Regions from separate parts of the Rattus norvegicus genome. Here region 1 is linked to region 2. A link is a contact called in public Hi-C data. All regions are on one chromosome and are shown on one strand. Each heading gives the region's core, a stretch centred on a gene start, on an enhancer-like site or on the middle of the called end of the contact. The rest is flanking DNA. Distances are from core to core; before and after follow the strand shown. Region 1 holds the start of Tnip2 (TNFAIP3 interacting protein 2). Region 2 holds the start of Grk4 (G protein-coupled receptor kinase 4).

What was found. Hi-C and Micro-C count contacts between places; a contact is called where the count stands out from the background.
Region 1: a contact with region 2 is called in a Hi-C map of prefrontal cortex, with 3 times the contacts expected there. The contact joins the promoter of Tnip2 here to the promoter of Grk4 in region 2. A contact is called at or near these places in 7 of 12 Hi-C or Micro-C datasets (kidney, liver, mammary epithelial cells and 2 more) and 1 of 1 datasets of contacts at active chromatin or transcription factors (oligodendrocytes).

What each region holds. Positions count from the first base shown.
Region 1 is chr14:80,451,200-80,455,092 of GRCr8, forward strand. It overlaps Tnip2 (TNFAIP3 interacting protein 2), which reads left to right and starts at 1,737. Exons shown (of 6, transcript NM_001394684.1): 1 at 1,737-2,079. The coding sequence starts at 1,801.
Region 2 is chr14:80,303,522-80,307,287 of GRCr8, forward strand. It overlaps Grk4 (G protein-coupled receptor kinase 4), which reads right to left and starts at 1,771. Exons shown (of 16, transcript NM_022928.1): 1 at 1,532-1,771. The coding sequence starts at 1,583. Nop14 (NOP14 nucleolar protein) reads left to right here and starts at 2,391. Exons shown (of 18, transcript NM_001394594.1): 1 at 2,391-2,687. The coding sequence starts at 2,493.

The DNA of each region.
Region 1 (3,893 bases), core at 487-2,986, 150 kb after region 2:
TGGGATCGAAAGTGTGTGCCATCAAGAGTACTCCTTTTTAGAGGAAGGTTCTCTCAGTTATGTGCACCTCTGTAAATCAACGCTTTTGAACTTCAAACACTTGTGACACAGGAGCATTTGAATAAGTTTCTTTGTTGTTTGATGTCTATTTTGCGGTTAGTTCACAACGAGGCTCAAAAGCACTTGAGTGACCTACCCTAGGCTACACACGGCAGTAAGTGAACAGTTAAAGCCACATATCCACTCAGGGCCAGGGTCTTCTGTGTGGTACCCCCCCCCCTTCTCTTTCATCCCACAACTGCCTTGGTCAGTCAAGATGCACCCTGCATGGCCACAGCAATGGTTGTGCTGGACAATCGTCTAATATGTGGAAGTTTGAATGAGAGCAGCTCCCATAGGTTCCTGTTTGGATACTTGGTCCCCAATTAGGGACTCATGTAAGGTTGGGAAGGATTTAAAAGTATGGCCTTTCAGTGGTAGAGCGCTTGCCTAGCAAGTGCAAGGCCCTGGGTTCGGTCCCCAGCTCCGGAAAAAAAAAAAAAAAAAAAAAGGTATGGCCTTGTTGGAAGAGCCATGTCACTTGGGCAGAGAGATTTTGAGACTTCAGCATGCTCTCTGCCTCCTGCTTGGGGATCAAGATATGAGCTCTCAGCTTTAAACATCTGACCCTTAATCCCACTTAAATGCTTCTATAAACTGCCTTGGTCCTGGCATTTTGTCACAGTAATAGAAAAAAAAATACACACCTATTCTCTAGTGTGATAACACCCCTACCAGGTAGGGAAGGCAGCAGCTGCGATGCATCGCTTCTGACTGGAGTTTTGGCTCTGAAGGCTAAGAAGGAGCTGAACATAAGTGAGCCAGGTCCGTGACTCCTAGTATCCATCCTATAAATTCTTGGTGAGGTCTGGCTTTGCATATAGTTTGATACTTGCAAGGGAGTGTGTTCCTGCAGGTTCAACCAGAGCTTGGCTGTGAGCAGACAGGATACTGAGAAGGAGACTGAGCAGAGAAGAAACACATCCTCACCTAGGGAGAGGACTTCCATGAGATCTTAGCAAGGAGCCTTTGAAAGATCTTCACGGAGGAGAGACTTCCCAGAGGAAAAATAGGGTTTGTATGGAAGCTGTGGGAAGGGAAGGGCCAGCGCCCTCCTGTCTTCTGCTTGAAGAACAGTTTCTAGCGCTAAGGCCATCCTAACTCGAATTTAGGGGCATGCTGGCGTTTGGTGGCTGGCTCTGGGGTCCACCATGTACTGTGAGCTCAGTGTCCCTGTATGAAGAAACACAAGTCAAGTCCCTGAAGAGGAAGGAGCCCCGCCAATGAAACCTGACCACACTTCATGTCCAATGTCTGAAGTCCTTGGATTTATTTGCTTTTCTTCAGCTGCTGTACCAGAGGATACCTAACCCCAAACCCTGGTCACAGATGGGATCTGACTCCAGGAAAATACCTCAGACGCAGGGAATAGGGCCGTGGTGACAAGTCTAAGACTGTGGGGCAGACAGCACCTAGAAGGGAGCTGGCACGTCAAGAGAAAGTGAGATCATCGAGAGAGAGGGGCGGTGACAGCTGTGGGCGGGGGCGGAGTCAGACTCCCAGCGGAGGGCGAGGCGGAGCCAGCTGTGTGCGGGGGCGGAGTCAGACTCTGGGCAGAGGGCGAGGCGGAGCCAGCTGTAGGTGGAAGCGGATTAGGCTCAGGGAGTGGGCGGGGCGGGAAAAGTTCCGGGAAGGCTGGTTATCGCTCCCGCAGCCTAGAGAAGTTGGAGACGCCCAAGTCCCCACGGAAGGCCCACAGCTATGTCGTCTGGGGACGCAAGGTCTGGTAGACAGGACGAGGCCCCGAGCGCGGCCTCAGCGCTCTGTGGCCTGTACCACGAGGCAGGCCAGCAACTACAGCTCCTGAAGGATCAGCTGGCTGCGCGTGACGCCCTTATCGCGAGCCTCCGCACCCGCCTCGCGGCTCTGGAAGGGCACACGGCACCATCACTTGTGGACGCACTTCTGGATCAGGTGGAGCGCTTCCGTGAGCAGCTGCGGCGACAGGAGGATGGTGCCTCGGAGTCCCAACTGCGGCAGGTGCGGGGAGGGCAAGAGCTGTTGCCCAAGGTGGCCTAGGGAGCTTGTTGGAGAGTGTGACACTGAGTCCAGAGGTGCGCGAGGTCTTGAGGGTCCCGAGGGTATGAGGCTCGAGGTGCGGGTCTGAAGAGCTCGAGGTCTGGAGCATGGTGGTTTAAGGGGTGCGCTGGGGTTTGAAAGGAGCTGAGTTATAAGGGACACGAGATCCTGAGGCAAGTGGGTCCTAAGGAGCTCTGGGTCCTGAGGTTTCAGGGTCTGAAGGGCGTGGGGATCTGAGGCGCAGGGAATCCTGAGGGATTGGGGTCTGAAGGCGAGAGTCTGGGTAGTTCAGGATACTGAGCACTTCGAGATTCATTCGTAGGCCGGAGAGTTAGGCAGAGTTGAGCAGGAGTCTCTGGGGCACAGGGTTCTGGTGAGCACCAGGGTGGCAGAAGTGTGACGTTTGAGGAGTACCAAGTCCTGACATTCTGTTGAGGTTATGAGCAGTTCTGAGGAACATGTGATGGAGGTTAATTTGGGACAGACCCCCTGGGTCTCTCGACTTTGGGGGTGCTGCTGTGGGAAACTTGCTCATGAAATTCCATGGGGGCAGAGGTCTGAGGAATGTGAGGGATCCGAGAGTGCAGGGATCTGTGGGGCATAATGTTCTGAGGTAGCCTTGAACACATGGTTCTGTTGGTAGTGAGCTTCTCCAATATGTGCTCTGGGTCCCAAAGGGGTGTGTAGCGGCTTTAATCACTGCTTATTACTTTGAAGAGACATCATGACCAAGGGCAACTCTTATAATAGAAAGCATTTAATTGGGCGCTGGCTTACAGTTTCAGAGAGTTAGTTCATTATCATCATGGTGGGGAGTGTGGCAGCATGCAGACAGGCTTGGTGCTGAAGAAGTAGCTGAGAGCTACATCCTGATCCACAGTCAGAGAGAGACACAGGGCCTGGTGTGGGCTTTTGAGACCTCAAAGCCCATCTCCAGTGACATAGTTCCTCCAAGGCCACATGTCTCAATCCTTCTCAAATAGTGCTACTTCTGGATGATGAAAAATGCAAGTATCTGAACCTGGCGCTTTCTTATTCAAGCCACACCAGTGGGGCACCAGGATTGACGAAGATGGAGTTCTGGGAGGGGTGGTGTTCAGGGTTCTGTAGGTAGGGTTCTGAGGGACAGACACTAGAGGCTCTAAAGGACATGAGTGAGGCATGGGGTCAAGAGGGTCTCAAGGACATCCTGACAGGCATTGCTCTTTGAGGAATGTGTACAGGTTCCATTGTGTTTGTGTTGGCTCTGAGGGGGCAGTGCAGGTCTTGGTTCTTGTGTTCTGTGAAGGGAGGTCTTCTGTGGAATGTGAGTTTCTGAATCCTGTGCGGAGTGCCAGGAACCTGAGAGATGCATAGGGTTCTGAAGACTGGGACTCTGAGAGAAAAGACCCACGTTTTTGGTTGGTATTTGGTGTTATATTTAGTATTATATTGGTGTTTGGTTGGTATTTGGTGTTATATTTAGTATTATATTGGGATTTGGTTGGTATTTGGTATTATATTGGAAGAAGCAGCAGATGCCAATCTGAGAATATGTAAATTCTTACTTGGTTCTCCTTGTCATTTGTTATTACTTGGTTCCACAAGCACACAAAACTGAAATGCGTGATAACACTTTCCTGTAGCAGTCGCCTCTATCTGACTACCTTGCCCCACATTTGGAGGAATGCTGGCATGTTATTCCATTTGGTCCATGGCTATCTTGGTTTTCCCCCATGGACAGTAAGCCTGACAGGGGAGCAGCTGGTAAAAGATAATATTGTTTCCAAGATTAC
Region 2 (3,766 bases), core at 521-3,020:
GACACACACACACTCTCTTTCTCTCTCTCTCTCTCTCTCTCTCTCTCTCTCTCTCTCTCTCTCTCTCTCTCTCTCTCTCTCTGTGTGTGTGTGTGTGTTATCCATATGCCATATGTCTTTGCTTCCCACAGTTGGGATTATAAGCACCATGCCCTGGTTTTTTGCATAGACGTTGGTGATTGAAACCAGGTTCTTGTGGGTTTTTAAAATATCTACACCATTATTTAATCTCTCCACCATTATAATAAAACCTAATGTAATACTCCCTATTCTCAGACACTGTACCCAGATAGGAAGGAAAGAGAAACTTAAAATTCATCAAATTTTATTTCCACTAAGAATCCCCTTTAAGGACCAATTGGAATTTGGAATGAGAGACAAGAACAGTCAACTGTTTACTGAGAGAGAAAAGAGTGCATACTTCCGAGGCTGTCCTAACTGCCTTAAGAGAAAACCAAGGGGCTGGAGAGATGGCTCAGGGGTTAAGAGCACTGACTGCTCTTCCAAAGGGCCTGAGTTCAATTCCTAGCAACCACATGGTGGCCCACAACCATTGATAATAGAATCGAATACCCTCTTCTGGTGTGTCTGAAGACAGCTACAGTGTATACATATGCGTAAATAATTCTTAAGAAAAAAAGAAAGAAAGCCAAGACCTAGTTCTCTTCCCACTCGTTCTGTTCTTACTTTTAAGTATTATTTTGAATAATAGTATTAATTAAAAAATATTGACAGATGGCTTTTTTGCATTTGTTTGTTTGTTTCTTTGATTATACCTTTAGTCTCCACTACTCCATAGTCTGTAGTCTTGAAGCCTAGACTGCCATTGTACTTAGGATCTTTCTGCATCAAGCCTCCTCTCAACTGCCCTAGCTCACAAGGATTTCAAATCCCTTAGTTTGGTATCTAATTCTGGACAACACTCACTATAATTTAAGAAATTTCTTACAATGTTTCTTTTTAGTGTTTCCAGTATTGAAAATAGTTATATGTTCCAATTAAGATTCTTCTTCCTGAAAATCACTGGGGGCATAAATGGACTTGTAATGGCGCTAAAAACAATTTTTAATAGGAACAAAGAAACAAACAAAAAAAGATAAAAAACATTTCTCTGTTACTCGTTAGTTTTTCTCAAAGAATATACTTCACATTCTGTAAGGTGAACACACTGAAGCTTCGTAATAGCATCTACTTCCCAGGCACTTTTGCCCGGGTAATCAAGAAACCCTAGAAAGTGTGCAATGCATACCTTTCCATACTCTGTCTTTCAGATTAGCAGCGCTGAGAATGGAATGGAACTTAAGCCCCTAGTGCTGATTGAGTAGCCTAGCGCTACTGTTTAAAAACACAACAAAAGTTAGCCCAGAATCATTTGTTGACACCAGCAAGCAGCAAATCCAACTCAGAATTTGTTCTAGTAGGATCAAAACTCCCTTATGTAAAGGTTCCACAGAGATCAGGATTCTCACAAAGACTGGAGCTCCTAGGAGGCGCTACCTGCGGGGAGACCAGGAGCCTGGGGTGCACCCACCTTGACGAGCCTTCAGCAACAAAGTGTTGGCCATGAAGTTCTCCAGTTCCATGATCCCCCGCCTGCGCCGTCGATGCCGCGGTTTCCGGCGTCGAACTTTTCTGGGTCCAGGCAATTGAGGCAGGGAAGGCTGCCGGGGAGGAGATCCTAACGCCACTGGTGCACCCTCCGGGCATCCCTTGTCCTTTGAGCTACAGGGCTTCGGGATGCTTGACCGCCTCTGTCGCCTCCTCCTCCGCCTCCTCTGGCGTCGCCACCACTCCCACCAAGAGCGCCGTCGTCGCCGTCGCCGTCGCCGTCGCCGCCGGCGCTTAGTTAGGACAAGGGGAGGCTCGAAACGGACTCCAGTCCTGTTGTTGTCCGGGCGAGGGGCCTCCGCTATCGGCGCCGACCCGCGGTAGGTCGAAACCCTCCCAGCATCATCGCCCAGGCCCAGGGCGCGTAACTCTCACTTTCCTCAGTGCTGGGTCCTGGGCGGCACTCAACCTTCGCCGCGCCCTACCCCACCGAGGAGCTTACTAAATCGAGAGCCGTCTCCGGCGGCGACGGCTACAGCAGCCGCCGCCGCCGCGGCCGCCAGTTAACTCACAAGACAGCTGGGCCCCGGGTAACGGTTTTCCTCCAGAGGGAGCCCGAGAGCTCCCCTCGGGGCGGCTTCTGAGGAGACTGTGGCAGCTCTCGGGACACTACAGATCCCATGAGGCCCAGCGCCAGGAAGTCAAGGAAGTGTGGCCTTCTGGGAGTTATAGTCTATTTTTCCAGTAAACTAGAGTGAGCGCCTGTTTAGTGTCATCCAGAACGCCTGTATTTCTCGCGAAGTACGGGAAGCTGACGCACTCAACGCGAGACGAAGCTGGGCGTGGCTTTGCATCTGCATCTTGTGCACGAGTTTCTTGAGCTCCTTGGTCTGTAAGCCCAGTCTTCCAAGCCCAGTCTTCCAAAGTGTAGCAGAGTGAATGTCATGGGGAAAGCGAAGCGGACTGGGGCGAGGAGGCAGGTCCACAAAGCGCCGGCAGGGGCGTTCGGAGGCCCGGGGAAGACTAACCCAAATCCATTTGAAGTGAAAGTCAACCGGCAGAAGTTCCAGATCCTTGGCAGGAAGACACGCCACGATGTGGGCCTGCCCGGGGTGTCCCGCGCTCGGGCCATCAAGAAGGTAAGGGGGCAGGCACTACCATGATCTGTATACTATGCCCAATGGCTAGCTGCGTAATTCGTTGTGCATACATCCTGGAGATTGTCTAAGTTAAGATTAATATTGCTGTGATGAAACACCATGACCAAAGCGACTTGGGGAGAAAACGATTTATTTGGCTTACACTTCTATGTTCCCATCGTTGAGGAAATTAAAGGCAGGAGCTCAAATAGGGCAGGAACCTAGAGGCAGAAGCCGATGCAGAAGTCATGGAGGGGTGCTGCTTACTGTCTTCTTTCCATGGCTTGCTCAGCCTGCTTTCTTAAAGCACCTAGGTCCGCCAGCACATGAGTGGCCCCACAATGTCTGGGCCCTCTCCTGTCAATCACTAGTTAGGAAACTGCTCTTGAGGCCTGTTTGCAGCCGGTCTTGTGGAGGTGTTTTTTCCAATTGAAATTCCCATCTTTCTGATAACTATACTTTGTGTCAAGTTTGCCTTAAACTAGCCAGCAAAAAGATCAGAACTGAGGCAAAACACTGCCTCTTCTTTGCTTGATAATCAAATACCCTTCCTCTGGAAACTCTTCCTCCTTGGGATCTTACAGGTATACATTCTTCTTGACTCCTCTTTGATTACCTTGGGGCCTAAGGCTTAGCCAGAGTCCATCACTTCTGAGCTCTGAGCTGTCCTGTACCACTGTTCTGTATGCTTTGACCACACTCGACCCATGGATAGGGTTCACAGAGCATGATCTTAAAGTGTTTGAAAATGTCCTTCCTCCGAATTTCATGTGCTTGTCCCCTGGGAAGTAACTGGAATAGTACCTTTTGGGAATAACCTCATAGCCTCTGTCCTTGTTCTTCTGTCCCCAACTCAGGAGTACACTGTACCTTCCTTTCAAATTCTATCTGTAACTGCTGATGTTCGTCTGACTTTTAAAAAGAAGTTTGTGAGCACCCTTTGTGTTGCATGGCTTTAATCTCTGGGGAAGCCGAGAAAGGTGGAGCTCTGAGTTTAAGGGCTACATAGTGAGACTCAAAAACTTCCGGTTGAGTCTCAATAAATAAATAAAATAAATGAGTAAGCAAAAGGCAGTTCA